Regions from separate parts of the Mus musculus genome. Here region 1 is linked to region 2. The links are chromatin contacts, called in public HiChIP or PLAC-seq maps. All regions are on one chromosome and are shown on one strand. Each heading gives the region's core, a stretch centred on a gene start, on an enhancer-like site or on the middle of the called end of the contact. The rest is flanking DNA. Distances are from core to core; before and after follow the strand shown.

What was found. HiChIP or PLAC-seq counts read pairs in DNA pulled down with a chosen protein or histone mark.
Region 1: a contact with region 2 is called in an H3K4me3 HiChIP or PLAC-seq map of bone marrow-derived macrophages, with 2.6 times the contacts expected there. The contact joins the enhancer-like site here to the promoter of Sbk1 in region 2. A contact is called at or near these places in 1 of 39 promoter capture datasets (stem cell-derived epiblast-like cells), 1 of 484 Hi-C or Micro-C datasets (pro-B cells) and 2 of 115 datasets of contacts at active chromatin or transcription factors (bone marrow-derived macrophages and embryonic stem cells).

What each region holds. Positions count from the first base shown.
Region 1 is chr7:126,083,454-126,088,456 of GRCm38.p6, forward strand. No RefSeq gene overlaps it. Among named protein-coding and RNA genes, the nearest start is that of Gsg1l, 3.5 kb to the left of the region's middle. Within about 2 kb of position 3,153, at least 26 of the 459 cell types and tissues checked have an H3K27ac peak or open chromatin away from gene starts, as enhancers often do. A contact at or near this core is called in bone marrow-derived macrophages, where this site is marked.
Region 2 is chr7:126,269,508-126,274,503 of GRCm38.p6, forward strand. Sbk1 (SH3-binding kinase 1) reads left to right here and starts at 2,989. Exons shown (of 4, transcript NM_145587.3): 1 at 2,989-3,592.

The DNA.
Region 1 (5,003 bases), core at 1,903-4,402, 190 kb before region 2:
CCAAGAATGACTCCAGCCACCCCCAGCTTGCCGAGTGGCAGGCTTTGCAGAATTCAAGGTTAACAGATTACGAATTGCCTTACTCCTGTGGGTGAGCCCCACTCACTGCCAGCTGCTGCCACTCTGCCTGGGGGCAGGAGAGACTAAAGCAATGCTGGTGTGAGGACAGCCAGGGGAGCCCTGCACTTGCTTATCAGAGCTTCTTTCTGGCCCCAAACAAGGAGTTTCTAACTATTTTCAGGAGAACTTCTGGATTGCAATGGTGCATTCGAGTATTGGTTAATGTGAATGAACGACCACAAGGAATCTGCTGCCCTCAACAGGCATGCAATATGTATCATCTGAGCCTGTCCACGTTTAAATGCAGCCCTGGGGTGTGCACTGACGTGACACTTCCTTGGCCTTGAGACTCAGTTAGTATTCATGTGGCAAGGCACGTTTCTTTCAAGCTGGGAACCCTGTTCTGGGGCGGGAAGCGGGGAGGAGTTCAAAGCAAGGAGAGCCCAGAGGAAAAGTCTCAGGGACTACTCTTCTTAAGTAACACCCAGAGGAAGCAGAGACCCGCTGTGATATCCTGTCAGGGGTACCCAACCACCTGCTCACTGAGCAGCCACTGTATGCTCAGCTCAGGAAAGAAGAGAGAACATGAGTGACATTAATAAGACCAGCACAGGCTGCCTGTGCAGGGGTGAAGGGCAGGGAGGGGTAGATGTGGGCGGAGCTTGGAGGAAGGTGTCATAGGAAGGTGCATTGGAGCAAAGCCGGGAGACACCAGGAGGCTCTCTGCCAGGGAAAGAAAGTTCCTAGCAGGGGAACCAATGGCCAATGCAAAAACCTGACACCCTGGCGGGTTGGGGGTTGGAGGGAGGGAGCACAGCCTGAACAAGGGACAGCAAGGGAACAGCAGAGGACAGATCACAGAGGTCTGAGTCATGTGGGGCCTGCAGAGGGTCTGGGCAGAGTCCAATGATCTGGAGAAGACCCACTCCAGCTGCTAAGTGAATAAAGATGGCTGCTGATCAGCTAGGGGTAGGTAAGTGACACCAGGGGTTCAGGCAGGATCATCCAAAGGCCAAGAAAGCTCTGGGTTGTTTCTGTTTGCTTGCTTGCTCTAGGCAATGAAACCCAGGGTTGGATGGGACCCAGGGTCATGTCTGCTAGGCAAGTGCTGTACCACAGAGCCGCAACCAGTCCCTCCTGGGGTGATTTGAAAGGCAGACCCAGCATGATTTGTTTAAGGCAAAATGGAACACGGAATGTAAGGAGGTTTTCAGGGGCATCTGCAAGGTCAGGGGCTCATAGAGAAAAATTCAAATTGGGATTGATTTTGTGCTTGCTGAATGTTCTACCAGAGCTGATAGTAGAGACCAGTAGGAGGAGCTACCTTTCAGGTATGCCTTCCTGAAAACCCTCTCAATGTATCAGAAAGCCCTTTGGATACCATGGATATTTTCATACCAAATAATGGCAGAGCTGCATCCAGGCAGGGTGGCACACCCTGTAACCCCAGAAGTTGAGGCAGGAGGATTATGCGTTCCGGGGAATCCTGGGCTACATAATGAACTAACAGTCGTAGCTACATTGACCTTGGTAACAGACAAGGGTTGGGTATGGTTTAAGGAACTAGGAATTTGCACCCAAGACCTTGGTACTCACTTCATCCTACTGACGCAGCCAAGGCCGGCCAATAGGCTCCTGTCCCCAGCCCTCACCTGAGCTGCCCACCTCTGCACCTGCTGCAGAAGGTTCAGCCCCGTCTCACCTCGGCTTGCCCTGCGAACACCACCGGCTTCTGCTCACATCTCTGCTCACATCTCACTGTGGTTGCGGCTCTGTGGTACAGCACATGACAACACCAAACTCCTCTGTGGTCCCTGACTCTGCACATCCATCAAGCTGTTCCCACTGGAATGGCCTTGCCACCTCATCCTGAGTGTCCTTCCTACGATTGACCTCCACTCCTGCTGCCCTAGCAACTGCTGTCGCTCCCTCTCTGACCCCCAGTGTTAGTGAATTAATCTAAACGGTGAGGTTTATCTTCAGACCTGTTTCTCTGATGGGCCTGGGGCCCTCCAGATCCCCTACACTGGCAGCTAGCGGTTCAAATCCGGCCAGAAGCATGTTTGGTTTGGCTTGGATGAAGTTAGTACCATATGCGCCAACATTTCCTCATTGGCCACATTCAAGAATCCAAGATTTGCCATAAAAACGCAGGTTCTCGGCTTCTCTTACAAGATCAATTTACCTTCCAGCACTAGGCCTGCAACTGCGTCTGGCAGAAGTTTGTTGACACCCCTGTAGAGAAGCCAGAGCGACCACAGGGTCTCTACCTTCCCAGCACTTAGGGAGCTTGCCAGGCAACAGGTGCCTTTGAGTGTGAGACTCTCTCTCTCTCTCTCTCTCTCTCTCTCTCTCTCTCTCTCTCTCTCTCGGCGGGGGGGGGGGGGCACCAAGGTTCAAAGGTCAACCTCCAGTGTCATTCCTTAGGAGTGCCCACCTTGGTTTTTGAAACAGGGTCCCTCACTAGGACCTTGGGCTTTGGCTTAGGCTAGGCTGGCTGACCATCTCTGCCTCCTGAGCCCTGAGATCCTAAGTCTGCTCTGCCACGGCTGGGTTTTTAAGTGGGTGCTGATGTTGGGCCCTCACGTTTGTGTGGCAAACACTTTCCCATCTGAGCTACCGTCCCAGCCCTGACTCCCATGTTCAAGTGCAGGACAATGACTGCCCTCGGAAGGGGACGGTGGCTGGGACAGGCTGTGTGTTCAGCTCATGAAACCTCACTGGCTGTACAGCTGGGAATTGTACATTTGTTTTACATAAAAAAAAAATTTACCAGAAAAAATAGTTGCTATTAAAAATGAAAGTGGTACTTTTCAGGAAATACAAACACGCTTTGAAGGGGCATAATCCCCAGGGGACTTGGATTTCCACACTTCCTTGGAGTCAGCTGCTGTAAGCCGCCTCCTTCTAAGCTTCCTCATTCCTAACCCTGCAGAACAGAGCCCCCAAGCCTCTAGGCTCTCCTAATTATAGCAAGTGATTAGGCAGTTGCCAATTACTGGGGAAGTTTTTAAACAATCTCACAGTGTCCAAGCCAAAAGCCTACTTCATTCCCCTGCTCAAGACACCAGCACGGCCATGCTACTTGGGCAGGGTTTTTAGAAGAGGGAGGGGCCCAGAGCTCTGTACAATTAAAGCCTTCCCTCCCAGAGGGCAGAGTCTCCTGGGAGAAAGGAACGGGCCTCATTAGACAGTGATGGGCTGGAACTCCTCCTCCGCTCCGTTGTTTGCGCTGCCCAGTGTAAAATCCAGGCCCATATACGTGAGGCAAGTGCCCTGCCCCCAGCCTCTCAGGTTATTCTTCAATGCCAGCATTGCCGGCCCTTTGAGCTCTTCAGGAAGTTTCTCTCAGTCTTTGTACTACACACTAGGGTATCCATGAACAAGACAACATAGGAAGCCAGGCTGAGTGGCATATGACTGTCATCCTGGTACTTGGGAGGCAGGTTAGTCATTAGTTCAAGATCACTCTGTGCTACATCATGAGACGTTGTCTTAAAATGCAAGACACAATGGCAAAGACAATAAAAAAGACATACTAGGGCTGCACCTTTAAGGAGCTTCAGTTCCAAGGGAAGACATTAATAAGGTGATGGCTAAGAATCCTGTAGTTACCGAAGTGACGGTGACAGGGCAGAAGAGGACAGACATCAGGGGGTGTGGGGCCTCCTGACACAGCACAGTAAACCTGGGACAAGGCAACCCATGGTCCCACTGCAGGCAAACAGTTCTGGGTGACAATCCTGCTTCCAGCACATTTGGCCAATGCACCTGGGCCATTTCTTGGACCCCTACCTACCTGCCTCAGTTTCTCATCTGCTGCAGGCACAGGGAAGATGGCAGCAGTGTGTGCTGTTTGTCACAGTGTCCCCATCCTGTCAGTCTCAACTCTCAATGGGTTCATTTTGTCTGTCTTACAAATGAGGAAAACTGAGGCTGCTCAGTGGCTTCATCCACTATCTGCACAAGCCTTTGGCAGAAGGAAGCACAGCGTGCGTACGAAGATGTGGCTGCAGTTGGGAGGGCTGCTCTCTCAGGACCTGCACAGGTTGAAGCTTTGACCCAGCGATGGCTGGGGGCAGAGGAAGAATGGCATCATGCCTGCGGCTGTTTCCTGCTCTGAGAGCAGGCAGGGTGGGTGCATGTAGGTGGCAGATGTGACAGAAGGCTCACATCCTGCTCATGCCAAGTACTGAAGCCAGCTCTGTGATGAGAGGGAGCATCGAACTCAGAACTCAGCCACGCTCAGAGAAGAGCCGGAGCCCACCATATACACACTCTAAACGGCAGCAGCAAGAGTGCTCAGGAAGCCCGGCACCCAGCAAGCTGGCGTTGCCTCAGACGTCAGGGAGGAAAGGGTGCTGATTAGCACCAACTGCATATGTTAGGCACATCATCCAAAGGATTATAACGGAAGCTTTATGGAGTTCTCCTCAAATTCCTTGCATACCCAAATATCAACCGGGGAGCAGAGGCTCAGGGAGGAGTAGAGTAAGGTCAGAGTCTAGGACCACTCTGGGTTCCTCTGACCTTCCATAGCCGACATCTGTGGTGCCTTCCGATGAGGTGAGCATTCAGGTTAAAACATATCACCACTCAAAATAAACCTTGGGGTGGCTGGCTTGGCTCCACATTTTCTGTCTTTATAGTGGTTTGTTTTATCCTAGTCATTAGGAGGGAAACTTGGGACCACTGGCGAGAAAGACAGTTTGCAGTGCCTCTGAAACAGCCCCTTCTTTCTGGGCTGGTTTCCACTCACCCCCCCCCAGCCGCCCCCCCGCCCCCCCCCCCCCGCTCTAGTTTGCTTCCCTCTGCTGCCTCCTAGAGGTCAAGAGCAGAACTTCCAGCCCTGCTCATCCACTTCCAATTAAAAAAAAAAAAAAAAAAAAAAAACTAAAAATTGCTAGGGATTGGGACCTGGAGCCAATCAAATAGAAAAGACT
Region 2 (4,996 bases), core at 1,739-4,238:
CCCACCACGCCCCACCTTTTAAAGGTTCCCATCACCATTCAATAGCACGAAGCTTGAGGCCCAAGCTTTCCTTGTTGTTTTAAAAGGTATTTTTAATTATTTTATCTTCCTTTATGAGGTTGTTGCCTGTGTGTATATCTGTGCATTACTTGCATGCATGCTCGGTGCTCTAGAAGGTCAAAGGAGGGCACCAGATCTCCTGGAACCGAAGTTACAGACCGTTGTGAACTGGGACCTCTGGAAGAGCAGCCAGTCCTTTTAACCACTGAGCCATCTCTCCAGTGCAAGGACCAAGCTCTTGATATATGCCCTTGGGAGACATTTAAGAGCCGGCTATAGCAACAACCATGGCCAAGAACATGTCAAGGCCTGTTTCCCTGAATGAGGATGTACTCTCAGCTCCAGTGTCTGGGGACTCCGTTATAAGACACAAGAAGATACCCTTTCTCTTCCAGTCTCCTGCTCTTACACCCAGTCACTCACACAGACACCCCCAGCCCTGCCAAGTTGCTTGTTTGAAGCACCAATACCTCATTTTGGAAGGGGCGGGGGAAAGGCAGGGAGGCTGGGATGAAGTGGAAGAGAGCAGGCAGCTACAGAATTGTTTTAGAGGATAACTTGTGTGGAAATTAGCAGACAAGGTTGGTGTTATGGACGGAAGGAACCAAATGTACAAAGATGTGGAAAAGCAAGAAGTTGATGTTCCAGAAGAGCTTGCTGATGCCAAGGCTGAGTGGAGAAGAGAGATTCCCTGGACTGGTGTGGCAAGCAGGCACTAGATGCTGACAGCCTGCAGCACAGGGCATCTTTGGATTTCTGTTGCTGTGAACAGACACCGTGACCACAGACACTCTTATAAGAAAACATTTAGTTGGGACTGGCTTACAGTTCAGAGGTTTAACCCAATATCATGGCGGGAAGCATGGAAGCAGACAGGCAGACAGAGCGCTGAAGAGGTAGCTGAGAGTTCTATACCCATTTCCTCAAGCAGCAAGAAGAGAGAGTGACCCTGGGCTTAGCTTGAGCATTTGAAACTTCAAAGCCTACCCCCAATGACACACTTTCCTCCAACAAGGTAACAGCTCCTAACAGTGCCACTCTCTAAGAACTTATGGAGGCCATTTTCCTTCACACCACAATACAGCGTAAGCTTTACCCTGGAGGGGACAGGGGATGCTTGGCAAGCTCATTAGGAATGCAACCTAAGAGACATTGTTCTCAACAGAGCTGGTGCCCACAAAGGACCTGGTTTCCAGAAAACTAACTTTCAGTAAAAGTGGGAGGAAGGTGGGCTAGGATTACAAGTAGCAGTAGCAGTAGTGTGGGCTGCCAAGCAGAAGTCTGCGCATCAGCTTTGGGTGTTTGTTTCTTCGTTTCTTCGTCCAGTTCTGGGGACTGAGTCCAGGGTCTTCCCTATGCCAAGACTGAGCCACATTTCTAGTTCCTGTCTGTAGTTTATTCAACTTAGGTGTGTGTGTGTGTGTGTAGAGGGCAGAAGTTGACATTATCAGGTGTATTCTTCAATCCCTCCCCAGCTCATTTAACTTTTTGTGGGTGCGTGGTATGCATGCATATGTGTGTGTTTGCATGTATGTGGGGTGCACATGCATGTGTGTGCATGTGCAGACGGAGGTTGATTCTCTTGTTCTCTATTTTACAAATTGAGGCATGGTTTCTCACTTGAACCTAGAGCTGACTCATTCGGCTAGTCTTGCTAGTCAGCTTGCTCTGGGGATCCTGTCTGCCTCCTAAATGCTGGGATTCTAGGCTGCTACACCTGCCCAGCCATAGCTGAGTCCTGGGGGCCTGAACCCTGGTCTTTAGCAGCATCTCGCTTGGTTCCCCTTCTCCCCTCCCGTACTTATTTATTTATTCAGAGACTGGGTCTTTCACTGGAACTCACGGATCAGATCAGGCTGGTCCCTGGGATCCACCTGTTTCTGCCTTCCCAGGGCTGGAACTACAGGTGTCATGGCACTGGAGGAACTCAAGTCCCTCATGCTTGCCTGGCAAGCACTTTACTTAATAAGCCGTCTTCCCAGCTCCACCTAAGGCTACCTGAGTTTGCAATAACCAGCTCTAAAAGTTCTACCAGCAGCTGGAGTGGTTGGAAGAGGATGCTAATTTGAGAAAACAATCTGATCAGAGATTAAAAGGAGGAGAGATTTTGGGTGCGTCGGGGGCTTTTTCTATGAATAAAATAGTATGCTGCATGGGAGACTGGGCCTCTGGAAGGATGCGTTCGTTGTTCCCACTCTGTCGCCATCTCTGCTCGATCGCCCCACCTGCATCCAGGCTACAATTTCCGGTTAATGAACAAAGCTCTTCACACCCGGGTGGCTTTGCACAGCTGCTGCTTCAGCCAGGAACCCCCCACCCCCTTCTTCCGTTCTGCTATACACCTTTAATCCCAGCTTTTCCTTAAACTTACTTCGCGGTCTCCCTACAGCAGAGCTCGAAAGTTCTGCCTGAACCCTGCACGGCCCCACAGACCCCAGGTCTCTGAGTAGCCTAGTAGTCTTATGAGGTCCCCTGGAAATCGAATGGATAGGTGGAAGGATGAATGGGCAGACAGGCGGGTGAACAGATGGACCGGTAGTTGAATGAGCGAGTGCATTCTGAATAGGAGAGCTCGGATTTATTTTTCTTCTTTGAAACAGATCCAGGCTCCGCCCCACAAGCACAGGCTGGAATAGTCTGGGACAGTCTAGCCCCTCGGGGACCAAGCAGCTGGACCAGGTGACCCTCTGTGACTCCCCCGAGCCCTCTCTAACCTCGTTCTGGCCCCCTCCTGGGCTCTGACCTAGAAAAAGAAGCTTATGCCAATGACCGGCGGGCCTTAGGACCCCGCGTGGCCGGAAAGCGGGCGGGGCATCGTGCGGCTCCCGCGGCGGTGGGGAGGTCCAGGCCCGTGGCGCCTGGCGGGAGGGCGCGGCGGGAGTGCGCGTGCGCGGAGCGCGCACCCGGCGCGGCGGACAAAGGCGCGTGCGGCGGCGCGCGAGGCGGAGGGCGGAGCGGCGGGCGGGCAGGTACGCGCCGGCGGGAGGCGGAGCCGCGAGGCCGCGATGGAGCGCAGCCCGGGCGGGCACCGGCGCTGGAGCCCGAGTGCCGGGCGGAGCGGGAGCCTCAGCCGGAGCCGCAGCCTCAGCCCGCGCCAGGCCGGGGCAGGAGCCCGCAGGGCCGGGCTGCTCGCAGCGGCGGCGCCCGAACCCCCCAGCGGCTGAGCGGTGACCTCCATCCTCGCACGCGGCTGCTGGGACGCAGCGACCGATCCAACCCGGGCCCCCCAAGATCTGCTTGCTACAACCGCACACCTCAAGACACAGAGAGACCCAGGCTTGGGGCGCTAGCCTCCCTAATCCGCTACTCCGGCACACAGGGACCCCAAACCTAGGACAGCAAGATCCTCTTGCTAACGAGAAGCCGCGGGCACCCCAAAGCCTCGGGACCCGGGCGACCAAGCCCCTTGCGACGCCTTCAGCGTCCCGGCTCATGGTGGTAGTGGTGCCCTGAGCCCCTCTCGGGCCGGGCAGACGAAGATCGACACGGCGCCCAGGCCCCCTGCCGCGGCGTCCCCGCGGCCCCAGCCCAGGTAAGTGGGACCCAGGTGAGGGGCGGCAGGTGAGTGGTACCGAGGTCCCTAGAGTCCTGCAGGTGGGGAAGGAAGTCCAGAGTGCGCGCTCCCCCTCCTCAGCGTCGCCATGGAGCCGAGGCTGAAGGACGTCTCTTTGTGTCTCGCTTGGAGGAGCCGCCCCCTCCTCCTCTCCCTTCCCCCACCTTCCACCCCAACCCTGAGATTTGGGCACAGCTTCGGACCCCGGGAGAGAGGAGTTGCGACGCCCTGGAGAGGGGTTAGAAGGTGGAGAGTCTCCCCGGAATAGCCTGGAGCCTTAGACCTTAGGTCCTTTGAAGAATAAAGACACGTAACTATCATCTCCCAAAGACCAAGCTGAGTTCTTAAGTGACACCCACCCTCCCCACAGGAAAGAGAAAATTTGGGGCGCCCAAAGGTGAGAGGTGCCTGCATTCTGCAGCTCTGGGTGACAGCTGGGGCTTTGGGTGTGTGCCTTTGTCTGAGAGGGCAGGGAAGGGGCGTGTTTGAGAGGATGAGTCTCTTATTTTCTGACTCTGAGACCCCAGCTCAGGTCTCAGTGGGGCTCTTTATCCAGTCCCTCTTTGTGCTCCCTGCAGAACAGGGAGAGGACAAGCCCTCTCAGTGAACAGCTAGTTTGGGGGAGGGAGGTACCCTGAATGAAGAAACCATTTCGGGTCAGAGCACCTTTCTGCCCCTCTAAGTCCCAAGGACAGCAAACCTGAGTGTTTTCCCTTTTTCTGACCCGGGGAACACCTAGGGCCAAGTCCGGGACTGGGACACTGTGTCCTCTACGATGCAGGAGTGAGTCTGGATTCTTGCTTAAGCTTTCCAAAGCATCTACAATCAAGAGGGCCTCAACAAATGTCCTAAACCCCAGGACCCAGGGAATGCCGGAAGATCTTGGGTGCGTTGTACCCCGAGAAAGGGCAGGAAGGTTTTTTTCAGCCTTCCACAGACAGGTGTAAAGTCAGGTAGGAGGTGAGCAGACAGGCTGGGGAAGGCAGGATTCAGAACACAGAGCCCTATAGAAGTTTCTTTGTTCGTTTATTTATCCATTCATTGCAACATCTACCGTGTCTGAAGCTCCAGCCCTGGAGTTTGGGGCTTCCCCTCATCTTTTCCTGATGATCAGGCTTCAGATCCTTGGGCTGTTTTGTTTGTCCAGACCATGTCAGGACCAGCTGCCCAACCCTTGACCCCTTGTCCCTGTGACACCTGATTCCCCAGATCAGACCTGAGCAGCTGATACCTTCCCATCACTACTGCCTGGACTCCTCTCTGATGCTGGCTTTGCCCCATGAGTACAGATGTAGCCTGGGTCAGCACTCTTGCAGATCCCCCCTGCAGACTCAAGGACAGTCAAGGCAGCCACCCCCCCTCCCCCCAGGAGAGGATGTGCGA